Regions from separate parts of the Sus scrofa genome. Here all the other regions are linked to region 1. The links are chromatin contacts, called in public Hi-C and HiChIP or PLAC-seq maps. All regions are on one chromosome and are shown on one strand. The core of a region is the stretch at or near the end of the contact, and the rest is flanking DNA. Distances in the headings are between cores, read along the strand shown.

Region 1 (2,636 bases), core at 67-2,566:
AGAGGGCTGGCTCCGTGAGAGGATAGAGCGGCCTCTACGTTCAGGGCTGGGCCCATTTGTTAATGGGAACAATTGTGGTGACCGCGGTCGGGCGGGCGTGGGAAGCCTGAGTCGGCCACTCAGTGCTTGATCCGGGTTCGTGGGTGACCCTTAGAGTGACGGCAGATTCGAGGCCTCGTCTTGTAAGAGCTGCGCGTTGCTGGCAAGGACGCACACTTGACAGTGGTTTTCCAGGTTTGGGGAGGATGGGTGAATGCGTCAGGTTATCGGCTCAGTGGGCCGCGAGGGAGGGTAACTACTGCCTGAGAATCCAAGGCAAGTGGGTTATCCCGGAAAGCTTCAGGCTGAGGAAGTGTCGGCAGTGGTCCTGAGCCGCCAGATCGCAGTTCTTCTCGAAGGCGTGGTTACAGCTCGGGATTTGCGTATCGGCCCTGGAGCTCCTGGGATCTGTAGCTCAGGTGCAGTCCCCTCTCCTGAGAAATACAAACAGTACCCCTATTCTTGGGTCGTTGAGGAGCTTGAGTGAAATAATGAATGCAAGTGTGGCTTGTGTAGCAATGTAAGTATTATTAGGAATATTTGGGGATTAGCTGACTTTGCTGTTACGTAGAGGTCTCTACTGGAGGAGGAACCTCGGGGAGGAATGTGGTACTCGGCGCTGATTGGATAACCGGTGGCACCGCGTTGGGGATTAAGGCAGCGGTTGCAAAACCTTGGCTTCCCGGCAGTTTGCTCCCTTGTCCCCTCTTGCTTGGCCAATGAGAAGCCAAGTGGCCGGAATTTATTCAGTTGGAATTTTGTAGTGGGAAAAGAAACGCTGACCCAAACACAAGGAACTTTACACCAGCTCTTGTCTCCCTCCATATGGGTGTAAAGCTAGGCGAGCTTTACCTCGTTTCCTTCGTTGACTCCAGCGGGAATACAGAATGCTAACAAAAAGATAGCTTGGCATAATCTTCTCCCTAATGTGGGAATTGTGAACACTGATGGCTACCCGGAGCGTTGCAAATTTTTTTTTTTTTTTAGAATCAACAGAATCAATCATTCAGGTTCCGTTGTATAACTTAAATTTCCAAATTGCCGAAATAAACTGCGACTAAGCAATTTAATAGGTAGCTGATGTAATAGGATTAGTATATTATAGATGATTGTTAACTGTCTGGAGGTAACTAAGAGTTAAGAGATAAATAAAATTATTTTTTACAAAAATCCAAACAGGAAGAGTTTGAGTTTATTGATCCATCTGTCAAAGCCTAGTCACACAATGGTTTATTCACACATCTGTTGGGCACTTTGTACACAGTGGACAGTATCTGTTTGAGTAATCAATGAACAAATGATTGAATGGACCAGGTAATACAGCTTAATTGCCTTTTTGAGGAGTGCTGGCCAACATAAATGAAAAACTGCAGTATACAGTTTTGATTAGGAGTAATTTGCATAATAGCTCTATAAGAGATTAATTTTTGTATGCTTCACACTGTTAGACCATCATAAGAAATGCCCAAGTTTTATTGAGTATCTCCTATCAGCCAGACACTTTTTCTGCATTATTTTTACTAGTTACAACAACGTTGTACATGGTTAACACTTTGAGGAAATAGGCTCCTCTGACCTAGATCACATAGCTAGAGAAAGCTGAATTTGGGATTTGAACCCCTAGCTTTAAGCCCAAAGTCTGTATTTTTCTCAAATCTTAACCCATGAATCTTCCCCAAGCCATGGGCCTCATAAGTCATTTCCTTATAATTAGATAAGGGTAAGGATCTTATTGTCAATAATATATATATTTTTAAGAAGTATGTAATAATAACATCAAAGAGCAGACATCCAATAACATGTAAACTCAAATTTCCTGAGCACCTCTTTTTTCCTCCTACGCTAGCGAGGTAAAAGGGGCCAGGGAATGCCTTGCTGTTAGGAAACACCCTCCATGGGAAATTCTAGGAAGGATGTTTAAATGGATTCTAAGCACATCTTTCTTCCTCTTCTGGTGTGTCCACTGGATTCAAGTTTCCATTGGAGTGGTGAGATCTAGAAGACGACCAAGGGGCAGCTTGGTCTGCTTTTGTTGTGGTCTTTATCCTCTGGCCCAGGCCAAGGAAACATCCTTTTCCAGGCTCCCCAGTCAGCCGTGTTAGAATGTTGGGTTGCGGCTTTTGGTGGTTCCAGTTCTGGGCCCTATCTGTAGGTCCCTTTCTCTCTGTAGGTAGTTTAAGTGGATTGAAAGAATTATATTAACAGGGAACTGATGTGTGAGAGACAAAGTTGAGCAACAAGAGTGAGATTCTTGGCTTAGGAGAAATGGGACTGAAAAGAAGAATGGAAGAGAGCTGGCACTTTGTGTAAGTTTTGGGACTTATATTTTGTGGGGAAAAGAGGAATTACGTGAAAACAATCTGTGGGTGCTGCCTTTTTAAGTAGGGTGATGGCAGTTTTCAAGCGTTTTATATTGTAAATATGGTACAATTCATTACTTATTTGTTGAGTGCCTACTATTTGCTAGGCACAAATATAATATTAGGTTATATATGCAGTATTATTATTTTATTTCATTACCATCATCTAGTGTTCTTGATAAAATTCTGTTTGGTGATCTTGATTGGAGCATCATAGATGAACATAATTTAAGGTTA
Region 2 (2,636 bases), core at 65-2,564, 430 kb after region 1:
AAAAATAAAAATTAAATAAAAAGAACTTCAGCATCTTTTTTTTTTTTTTTTTTTTTTTTTTTTTTTTTTTTTTTTTAGGGCCACACCCGCAGCATGTGGAAGTTCCTAGGCTAGGGGTGGAATTGGAGCTATAGCTGCTGGCCTACACCACAACCACAGCATTAGGGGATCCTTAACTCACTGAGTGGGGCCAGGGATGGAACCTGAGTCCTCACAGATACTAGTGGGGCTCGTTACCACGGAGCCAGGACAGGAACTCCAACTTCAGCACTTTTTAACAAGAAACCACTTCAAGTACACCAAGGACAAGGAATGTGAGGAACATCCACCCAGCTCAAAAGTACAGTTAAAGTCAGTCCTGAGGTATCCATTCCCCACCCCCTACAAGTAATGGGTAATCATTATCCTAAATTGGATGCTTCCCATGTTCATTACATAACCACACTTTTCTAGTGTGGCCATTCATGAGTGGGCCTGGAAGGGCAGTGTCCCAGGGACAGGCTGGAGGAGACCCTGCACAGGGCTCATGTGTTTGGGAAATACTGCACTTGAAGGTGGTGCTGGTGTGGGGTGTCTCAGAGCAAAAATGTCCTTCAGTGTGTACTTTACTGCATTTCCACAGATTGACATCTGCTTAACTGTTCACAGTGACACATCCTCTCTATTCATGTTTTCAGCCTCCTCTCAAACCACCTGTTACTACGAGCTTGTTTGGTCTCCCAGGCAGACTGTGAATTGTTCATTTCACAGATAAGCCCAAGAAGCACAGAGAGGTTAGGATCTTCTGGTCACTGCAAATTGTGGCAGAGGCAGGATCACCACCTAAATCACCCTGCCAGGGGCTTTCTGGTCTCTACCACCGCGAACCATGTCAAGTCTAAGGTTTGATGGGGAGACACCACCACCGTTTTGCTGTTGTTGCATATCATGCACTCCATTTCCAGCAAAATGCAAGTCATAAAAGTAAAAACAGGAAATACTAAACTCCAGCAAAGCAAAAAACAATAAGAAAAAAATAAAACCTAGGAGAGTGTAGAATCTCTAAAAACTTTCATTCCCCTTCCCGGCCTCTCCACTCACAAAAGCAACAGTTCCAAAGTTGGGAACCTTTCCAGGACCACGGGGTGCCCGGCGCCAAGGAGGGCCCTGGCGTCGATGAGACCAGAGGCATTGGGCAGCACCTACCATAGCGTCTGAGCCGTGGCCCTCGAGAGACGTGGGGAAGCGCAAGTCGTGGACCGAGAGTCGGGAGATCCTGCCACGCACCATGTCGCCCTGTGTCGGGGAGACGCCAACCCTGCAGGACACTGTGTGCGCAGCTGAAAGGGTGCACAGCCGGAAGGGTGCACAGCCGGGCTTGGCGGGGGCTGATTGGCCGCGCAGCCCGGGGGCGTGGCCGCGCTCGAGAACTTGGCCCGACCCAAGGGGCCAGCTCAGCTCTAGGTCCTCGATTCGCGATTCTTTGCGCCAAGTTCCCGTCCCGCAGTGGGGGTGCTGCCTACTGCCACCCTGCCCGCCCCCAGGTAGACTCGCTCAGGGTCTCGGCTGACCCCACACCGAGTCAGTGCCCCAGCAGGACCCTGCTCCACCCAGACTAGAAACTAGCAAAGTGACCGTACCCAGAGCAGCACCCTGGAAGAAGCCGAGTCTGGTCAGAGTGCAATCCGCAGATTCGGCCCTGGGCTCAATTCCTGACCTCAGTCTGCAGGTCCATGCGGCTCAGCCAGGACAGCCTTGTGCTGGAAAATCCTGTGTCTTTAAGTGACCTCAGCCTGTTTGATAAATTAAGAGGTGGGTCACCATTTATTACATCCCTGCTGATGCAGTACTTTGAATACTTTACCTCTTATCCCCCAACACTGCAAGGAAGGCAGGTCATGCCCATTTTATTGGTGAATTGGGGATTCAGAGAGATTAAGTGATGTAAATTATTTGCCCAAAGCCACATAGCTAGTTAAGTGTCCTGGCTGCAAACTCAAGGGCTCTTAGAGTTGCAGGGACTCTGAGGCTCAAAGCTGTAGCATCCCTTTGACAACACGGTGGAGGCTATGGACATCTCCCCCCACCAAGTGTGCACACAGTAAGTTTTATATTATTTTTTGGGGGGTGAGGTCACAACCCCTTGCCTTGTACCACCACTGAGGACTGTTTGGAGGGTTAAATGTTTGGGAGGCAATACTATATAGGTAAGAGTCCATTGAAATGTGTTCTTGAGGGTGTGGCAGGGGTGTTCTCAGGGATACCCAGGTTATCTGCTGCTCAAGGATGCATACATATAGCCCTGTTGGATGAATTCCTTGGCTCAGGACTGAGATGGTTAACTTAGATGCCTACCGGGGCTAGGTAGGCACCAGGATGCAAGGGGGTAAGAAACAGGCAATTGCCGCAGCTAAGGGTTAGCCAGTCAGCTCCAGCTGATTATGACCCTGTGAGAATTGGAGGCCAGATGGCTGCATCTTACCATTTTCCAAGTGAAGTCTGAAATGCAAATGTTAATAGGAAATAGCCCTTCTTTTCCCTTGTCCTGCCCTACTCATGTGCCATATGGAGATAACTTTACACATGGATCAACATTAATTCTCGTGTTACCCATTTGTTTACCACTACTATTTCCTGCTTTCTTGATTTTTTGGGGG
Region 3 (2,636 bases), core at 59-2,558, 380 kb after region 1:
TCTTCCCAAATGACCATTAGGAAGAATGCCCACCGTGCCTGGAGACAACCCAGCACAGTACTGTCTACACAGTACAGCACAACACAGGCTGGCCATCATTCCCCAAGCAGATACAGATGGCTTTTTAATGTTATTATTATACTGGAGTCAGGGGCAGGGGTTGGGAAGTTGCTGGGGGAGGGGAAGAATGAAACACGCGAAGCAGGAAAGGCCGGCCTACCAGGTGATGGATTAAATAGATTAAATAGATTTAAAACGTGCTAACTGTACATTTCAGTGTACCCTTTGTGAATACTCATACAACCAAACAGCAAGAGCATTCCAACTATGAAGCTTGTGACATATTCCCTGAAAAACTTCCTTAGTCTCTTCTTAATGTTTGTTTTCCCCTCCAATTAACCTAAATGGCCAGCTACTTTGTAAATTGTCTTCCAGGTTGGATTTCAGGCTTTGTGCCCCACAAATGCGACATTGTTTTCGCTGAGCAGATCAGGCCGAGCTGCAGGTGAAAAATATTTACCTCCTCTTAGAATGTTTGTTTATTACAATTTCAACCTTGAATTTTGGGAGTGTCCTTTAGCAGAGAGATTCCAGAATCTTGCACCGACAATAAACTTGAGATAACCAGAAGGGGAAAACAAAAGGCAAAGCAAGCAAGACCACTGACTTAATTAAATGGTAAGACAGTGTTTGGTTTGTTTCAGCCTATACTCTTGTTCTTCATAACCTAAGATGCAGGGACATCAAAAAAATTTATCACCATCTACTACCATGTGCTCAATAAACTGTTGTTGATTCCAAAGACTGCTGTTGCATGTACATGTATTAATACCCCGTAAAGTCATTATCAAATATGTCCTCCCACGAGTGTTCTTATAATAAATATTTCACTAAAATTGTAAGATTTGCTATTCAAAAATTTAAACCACTGACTGTCATTAATCAAGTAAAAAAGCTGCCTTACACCATTTGCTTCAGCTGCCAGCCTTGAATGAAGATGGGGGAAAATGTAAATGCTGACCACCTGCAGCAGGCCCCCCTCACATCAAAACCACAGGGTTTTGTTTGTTTTCAGATTTCACCAACACGTGGAAATTGTCCCAGGCCACCGAAAGGCGCGGTCGCTCCCAAAACTTTCCAAACAGAGCGTCTTTTTATTTCCTTCTGGACCCAAGGTTCTTTCGACTTTTAAAAGGGGATAAATGCGATGACTTTCTGGCCGGCTCTAAGCCACCTTCTGGCGCGAGGGGCGGGGCCCCACGGTTCGGGGCGGAGGCCGACATCACCTAACGGCACGGGAAGAGGCGGAGTCTCCGGCGCTTTGGCGGGAAAAGAGGCGTCGGGAAAAGTCCTTTCTCCTTGCCTGCAGCGGTCGGGTACCTACAGCCGCGCCAGCACCCACGCCATGCCTGCTGCCGGCTCCGAACTGCCTCGCCCGCCATCGCCGCCTCCCGCTCAGGAGCAGGGCGCCGAGCCGCGGCCGCAGCACCACGGGGAGCTGCAGTACCTGGGGCAGATCGAGCACATCCTCCGTTGCGGCTTCCGGAAGGACGACCGCACGGGCACCGGCACGCTGTCGGTGTTCGGCATGCAGGCGCGCTACAGCCTGAGAGGTGACGCGGGCTGGCGGCGGGCAGCCGGGGAGCGCGCCCGGTGCCCGCGGTGCTGCGGTGGGGGCGGGGAGCGGGCGGGAGAGGCTAGGCCCCCCCACGCTTAGTCCTAACCTAACTCGGTGAGGAGGGGAAGCGGCCTTGGCCCCCGAAACTGAAGCTTGGATCGGAGAAGTGGTTTGCGTAGGGTCTCACGCCCTGGAGGGATAGAGTTGGGAGGTAAAACTTGGTCCGCTGGCTCTTAATCACCCTGTTAAGCTGTCTCCCCGCGGTGGCCACTACCCTGCAGTTCTTGCCCCAGACTAGAGAGTGGGAGAGGACCTGCCCGGGCTTGACCCAGGCCTGGGCTGCAGGGCCCCTCCTCTTCCCTCCGCCGCTCCGCTTTGCAAGTTTTTAAAAATTGGAACGAAGATGACATGGGCGGGGCCGCGGCGGGAGAACTGGGAGGTGGGGGCGGGAACTTGTGGCTCCAGACAGTTTTCCCACCTGATCCTTCTTAAACCTTGAAACTGGAACGTGAGAGTCCTAGTGGTATTCTTGTTCGTCTTTAGCTTTGAACAGGGTGGCTTCCAGGAAGGAGTGTGTCTTGGGGTTGTTAGGGTCAGGCTTTCAGGGCACCAGGGGGCAGGATGGGGGTCGGCACCGGACGTCTGTCGGTGAGACAGGTGTGGAGGGTGGTTTTGAGTGGGGGAACCCTCTTAATTGAAGCAGATTCACTCCGGTCAGGAGAGAAAACTCTGCACCGCACACCCATTCTGCAGACTGGAAAATACAGGGCTGCAGTGGTCACTCTGGCTTGCACAGCTAGAGAGGGGGTTATTCTGGGCACAGGGGCTCCACCTTCCTGCTGGCTCCAGTTCAGTGGCCTCCTGTGAGCCACAGACCTTGTTTTTACTCAAGCCTCTCTGCTTAGACCTTGGGCAAGTTGCTTAACCTCTCTGATCTTCAACTTCCTCGTCTGTTCAAAATGGAGGAAATAATCCTCAAAATGGAGGGGAATAGGTGCTCGAAGAAGCTATCCTTGTC
Region 4 (2,636 bases), core at 48-2,547, 330 kb after region 1:
TTAAAATAAATTTTTTAAGGCTTTAATGTCTATCAAAACATACTTGTGTCTGTTCACTATGGCAGCACATATACTAAACTTGGGATCATATAGAGAAGATTAGCATGGTTCCTGCGCAAGGATGACTGGCAAATTTGGCGAAGCGTTCCACATTTAAAAAAAAAAAAAATTTTGCGTGTTTAAAGTATCTCAAGGTCATTGTTCCTGATCGTGTAGACAGCCCGCCCTCTAGTGTTTCTTTCTAAACCCTACCACATTTTAAACCATACTCTTAATCTCAAAATGTTAGGTTAATAGGATTAAGAACTGTGTCATCAAATTAATAGAACAAGGGTAAATCCCTGACACAGATGAAAATTAAATCAGAGAAAGGTGAGGGTCCTTCCAGAAGCTGGTGGAAAATTCACTGGGGGAGAGCCTGCAAAGTTAGTGGTAAATATATTAAAATTTCATCTGGTAAATAGAGTCTTAATAGAAAGAGAAGAATTAGTCCAAATGGTAAATGTAGATGTAAAATGTGATAGCTTTGTAACTACTGGTATTTTTAAAAGACATTCCAAGTGTTGGTTAAATAATGGAGCATTTTTTTCCCCAAAATAATGAATATACATAAAGCAGATAAACATCCTCTTTGGGAAGAGACAAGATAATCTAACTTATTTTACAGATACAACTTTATTAAAGCATGCATTGTTATTTGGAATGTTTACAGCTAATGTATATAAAATTAGATTTAAAAGAAAATTGATTACCTGAGAAGAAAGAAAATTTAACTCTGCCTGTTTCGGGTATCTTGATGAGTTTTATAAGATGTATCAGAAAAATCTGAGGCTGTTTCTGCTTTCATTAAAAAATAAGTAGTAAACCATCTAGGTAAAAACTTAATTAAGGACTCAGAATTTTGGAGAAAAAGCAATCTGCCAACATATTTTAATTAATTAATTCTGTGTTTGGAGATGTTTGCTATTGATAAGGAAAGAAAGTGAAATTTGGCTTCTATGGGGCTGTGATCCACACTATTGGTTGCCTTAAATTTCAAAAGCTTCAGATGATGGTCTTATTTAACTGTTAGGAAAAATGTAAACAAAATAGTGCTTGTGTTGTCTTTTTTTTTAATGTATTTAGATTTCAAGTCTCCTTTTGTCTCAGCCATATTAGCATACATTGTCTCAAGTCATAAAGAAAAATTGACAGAAAAACACTTTGGATCACCATGTGTTTTCAATTGCTGCCACAAGAAACTAACTTAAGCCATTTGATGCAGGTTTATTTTTCCTTTGCAGTAACTGTGGAACCATGAAGCTGCCACTCCTGGTGTTTATTGTGTATCTGCTGTGGTTGAAAGATTGTCACTGTGCACCTATTTGGGAGGACAAAACTGCCATCCGTGGAAACCTGAAGGGTAAGTTTTGGTTTCTTTATCTGCACTGTGTCCTGTGTGCCTGTTTGCACGTCCTACTGGCATTTACGGTGATTTACAGTTGAGAGATAACTGTGTTTAGGACTCCCTCTAGTTTCACGGTGAGCCATTCTCCAGGCACTTAAGCCAAGTAGACACGACGCCCAACATCTGGATAAAAATAGAACATTCCAATGGCTATCGCATAGCCAGATGTTTGCTATCACGGAGATAAAACTTGCCAACGTTTCGGCAGCATTGCTTGGTCTCATCCAGATGTTTGGTGTCTTCTGAGCACAGTTTTTAATGAACAGTGAAATTCTTTTCAAGCATTTGAAAAATTTAAACAATTAAAGTAATCCATGCCATTAGTCTTGAGACAGTGAAAGAATAGGTTGTAACGACATTGAATCCGGTTGGTCTGTGCTCATTAATGTGTGGCCTTTGCTTGATGGATGCTTTGGGTACCTAACACTTAGAAATAGTGAGTTTAAGTGTTCCTCTTGGGGATCTATATAATTAAATTTGGAGGCAAGATTAAGCTTCTTTGGTGGCCACATTGGCTATTGTGAAGAGACAATGGCAATGAATTTCATACGCACTAAATGCTTATTAAAAGGGTGTAAGAGATGTCCAGTAGGTTATTAAAGAATCTTGTATTATATGAGATACTTTTAGATTTGATGCCTCCAGGGAAGGTAACTGAAGCTGAAAGAAAGGGAAAGTGTTCAATGTGTTTGAGGCTCCCAGTTGGGCATTTAATATAAATTGTCTGTGAAGAAAATTCAACATTTTCTCTAATCTAAACACACTTGGGTTTTAAAGGAAAGGAAAAAAAACTCGATAAATGAAAACAGGCTCTGAGGAAAATGATAAGAATGGGGTTAAATTGACTCTGACTTGGCTAGAAGCTCTTAAGTGAGGAACAGAAGGTATTATTGGGTGGTAGTCGAGTCCGTGTAGCAGCTGAGATCTGAATTATGGTGATCTGCTTTCAGAGTTTGATGCTATTAAAAAAAAAAATTAAGGAGTTCACGTCGTGGCTCAGCGGTTAGTGAACCCAACTAGCATCCATGAGGATGCGGGTTCGATCCCTGGCCTCACTCAGTGGGTTAAGGATCTGGCGTTGCTGTGAGCTGTGGTGTAGGTTGCAGATGAAGCTCTGATTGAGTATTGCTGTGGCTATGGTGTAGGCTGGCAGCTACAGCTCTGATTGGACCCCTAGCCTGGGAACCTC
Region 5 (2,636 bases), core at 40-2,539, 280 kb before region 1:
CATGGTTCCTAGTCGGATTCATTAACCACTGAGCCATAATGGGGACTCCCCATCTAGTTGTTTTTGATATGATTCTTGTGAGGACTTCCTATCTTGATTTATACAGTGGATTTTACATCTATTTCTTGTATCTAATGCAATGAAAAGAGAAGAGACATTTTTCAAATAATATAACTTTTCCTAAACCCTGACTCACTTCAGAAAGTTGGTGAACTGTTCAGACGCTGCACAGTGATTTTTACATACAAAGACAATTGGTTCATCTGCAGCATTTTCCAGTGTGGGATAAAACATTTACATTTTTTATTTCTGGCAATACTTCATTTGACCTATGAGCAAAACTAAAGATTGACTACATACGAATTACGGTAGATTTCCTGCTGAAAGCAGTGAGGAACATAACTTTATCAGCAGATTGGGGAACAGTCTCACTCTCTCAGTACAGTCAATGACGCAACTTATTTAAGAGGACATGCCCATTATTTTCACGTTCTACTTTAGTCTGGTAAAATCACAATTCCAAGTTTCACTGAATGTTTTGAAATTGAAACGTCAGGATTACGCATCAATAAGTGAACTACAATGGTGTAGGACAACTAGTAACATTAACTTAAAAATACGGATTTTTCCTACGAGATTATAATTATTATTTGGCTTGTTTTTTAAACTAAACTGAGTTTGATTTCTACTGACTAGATCTTCCGGAGTCAATATTTTAATGCTCCCCTGACACACACGCTCGGTTTAGGAGGGTTATGAACTGCATTGCTTCGTAATTTTCCCATGGAAGCACAGGCGAGTTAAACCATGTGGAGTTCACTCAGTACTACTGAAGACCTGAAACCGGTGGTGCCAAAATGCTGATGCCTGCCGGCGGAAAGGTATTTGCCCTTAAAACAAGAAACAAACGACAACAAAAACAAAAACCCACTTAGCTCCAAAATAACAATAACAAGCACCCTTTCTTTCTTGCCAGAATTCACCCGACGGTTGCAGCCCAAAGGAAGCGGAGCTGAGGCAGCGGCCAGGACGCGACTAGAGGCAGCAAGAGCTCCTCCCCAGCCCGGACTCTCACAGCCGCTTCCTAAGCGCTGCGTGGCTCCCTAGAGCCTGCCGGCGAGAGGGTTACGCTGCCTGCCGCACCCGGTCGGCTCCTCACGGCTGCCAGCCTACCCCGCCCGCCCGCGAAGCCCGGGGTGCGCCACGCCTTCCGTCCGGCCCCGCCCAACCCAGCCCCGCCCGGCCCTGCGGAGGCGCCGGAGTGCGCGCGCGCGCGCGCGCGCGAGGCAGGCCCGGTTCCCCTTCCGAACGTCCGCGCCCCGCATGCGCAGTCTACGCCGGCGGTCTCCGTTTGTTTGAACAGGAAGGCGGACATATTAGTCCCTCACGGCCCCCATCGCCCCACCCCCCAAAGCGTTCGCCGTCGCGACTCGCCCTTTCCCCAGCCGGGGCCGCAGCACCTCCCAGGAGCTCCCCCAGCAGCAGCCGCCGGGACCCGACTCTCATCTCCTTTACCGGCCGCTCTCCAGCCTGTCCTCTCCTAAGTCTCCATCGGGCACCGACCTCGCCCTGCCCCGCCGGACGCCACAGCAGCAGCCCCAGCAGCGCCAGGACAAAATGGGAGAGTGAGGCTATCCCTCGGGGACCAGCTCTTGGCCGGCGCGGGTCGGTGCGTCGGGCCGGGCCAAGTGGTGCCGGGGATGCAGGGCTAGACCGCCTCCAGCGCCTCAGAACGGAGCGGGCCCGGCCGGGGGCCCAGGCGGCGGCGGCGGCGGCAGCTGGCACGGCTCCGCACCCGCCCTTCGCTTTCGCCTTTCCTCCTCTCCCTCCCCTGCTGCCCGGAGGAGTCTCCACCCTGCTTCTCTTTCTCTACCCCCTCCTGCCCATCTCGGGACCGGGAACTCTCCATGGCCAAGGCGGCCGGGGCCCGCTAGGCTGAAGCATTTGCCTGGAGCGACAAGTCTGGTGGCGACGGCGCTGTCGGCTGTCGTGAGGGGCTGCCGGGTGGGATGCTACTTTGGGCATCCGAGCGGCTGTGGGTCGCCGTCGCCCCCGGCCCGGGGTCTGGAGAGCGGAGATCCCCTTAGTGAGGGGGAGGAGGGGGACCGCGCGCACCTGGTGACCCTGGAGTTCCGGCTCCTCCGCCCGGCGGCCGCGAACCCACCGCCGGAGGAAGTTGGCTGAAATTGCTTTCCGCTGCTTGTGCTGGTACGAGGGTATTGTCACAGTAGCAGCAACATGTCGACTGGGGACAGTTTTGAGACTCGGTTTGAAAAAATCGACAACTTGCTGCGGGATCCCAAATCGGAAGTGAATTCAGATTGTTTGCTGGTGAGTAGCCCAGTTCTCTTTTGCTTGTCTGAGGTTCTCTGTTTATTTCCTTCCTCTTGCTTTCAGTCTGGTTATCGGCAAAAGAAAAATTCAGGTGTGGAAAACACCAAAATCTGGTGGTGTTTGTGAAGAATATTGGAGTACCACTAAAATCTCGTGCTGTGGCCCTGTTTATCATTGTACTAACTACTCTCTCAACTTGTAGTTCTGACTCAGTTCATCATTACACAAAAGACACTTAATAAACTTGCAGGCATCATAGTTACCCCGTCCAGCTTATTACTATGTGTATAGTTTGTTGATTG

The links. Hi-C and Micro-C count contacts between places; a contact is called where the count stands out from the background. HiChIP or PLAC-seq counts read pairs in DNA pulled down with a chosen protein or histone mark.
Region 2: a contact with region 1 is called in an H3K27ac HiChIP or PLAC-seq map of skeletal muscle, with 6 times the contacts expected there. The contact joins the promoter of ENOSF1 here to the promoter of THOC1 in region 1. A contact is called at or near these places in 1 of 5 promoter capture datasets (liver) and 2 of 2 datasets of contacts at active chromatin or transcription factors (alveolar macrophages and skeletal muscle).
Region 3: an H3K27ac HiChIP or PLAC-seq map of alveolar macrophages shows a contact between it and region 1. The contact joins the promoter of TYMS here to the promoter of THOC1 in region 1. A contact is called at or near these places in 3 of 5 promoter capture datasets (fetal skeletal muscle and liver), 5 of 47 Hi-C or Micro-C datasets (alveolar macrophages, embryonic fibroblasts, mesenchymal stem cells and 1 more) and 2 of 2 datasets of contacts at active chromatin or transcription factors (alveolar macrophages and skeletal muscle).
Region 4: a contact with region 1 is called in a Hi-C map of embryonic fibroblasts, with 4 times the contacts expected there. The contact joins the promoter of CLUL1 here to the promoter of THOC1 in region 1. A contact is called at or near these places in 4 of 5 promoter capture datasets (fetal liver, fetal skeletal muscle, liver and 1 more), 27 of 47 Hi-C or Micro-C datasets (adipocytes, adipose tissue, alveolar macrophages and 17 more) and 2 of 2 datasets of contacts at active chromatin or transcription factors (alveolar macrophages and skeletal muscle).
Region 5: an H3K27ac HiChIP or PLAC-seq map of alveolar macrophages shows a contact between it and region 1. The contact joins the promoter of ROCK1 here to the promoter of THOC1 in region 1. A contact is called at or near these places in 2 of 5 promoter capture datasets (fetal liver and liver), 2 of 47 Hi-C or Micro-C datasets (heart right ventricle and retroperitoneal adipose tissue) and 2 of 2 datasets of contacts at active chromatin or transcription factors (alveolar macrophages and skeletal muscle).

The regions. Positions count from the first base shown.
Region 1 is chr6:106,037,942-106,040,577 of Sscrofa11.1, reverse strand. It overlaps THOC1 (THO complex subunit 1), which reads right to left and starts at 1,316. Exons shown (of 20, transcript XM_021096158.1): 1 at 1-1,316. The coding sequence starts at 56. LOC110261178 (a long non-coding RNA gene) reads left to right here and starts at 32. Exons shown (of 4, transcript XR_002345053.1): 1 at 32-458.
Region 2 is chr6:105,611,936-105,614,571 of Sscrofa11.1, reverse strand. It overlaps ENOSF1 (enolase superfamily member 1), which reads right to left and starts at 1,314. Exons shown (of 16, transcript NM_001243617.1): 1 at 1,186-1,314. The coding sequence starts at 1,269.
Region 3 is chr6:105,658,951-105,661,586 of Sscrofa11.1, reverse strand. TYMS (thymidylate synthetase) reads left to right here and starts at 1,308. Exons shown (of 7, transcript NM_001243579.1): 1 at 1,308-1,613. The coding sequence starts at 1,406.
Region 4 is chr6:105,705,984-105,708,619 of Sscrofa11.1, reverse strand. CLUL1 (clusterin-like protein 1) reads left to right here and starts at 1,297. Exons shown (of 8, transcript XM_021097608.1): 1 at 1,297-1,402. The coding sequence starts at 1,297.
Region 5 is chr6:106,313,651-106,316,286 of Sscrofa11.1, reverse strand. ROCK1 (rho-associated protein kinase 1) reads left to right here and starts at 1,289. Exons shown (of 33, transcript XM_005653400.3): 1 at 1,289-2,331. The coding sequence starts at 2,239.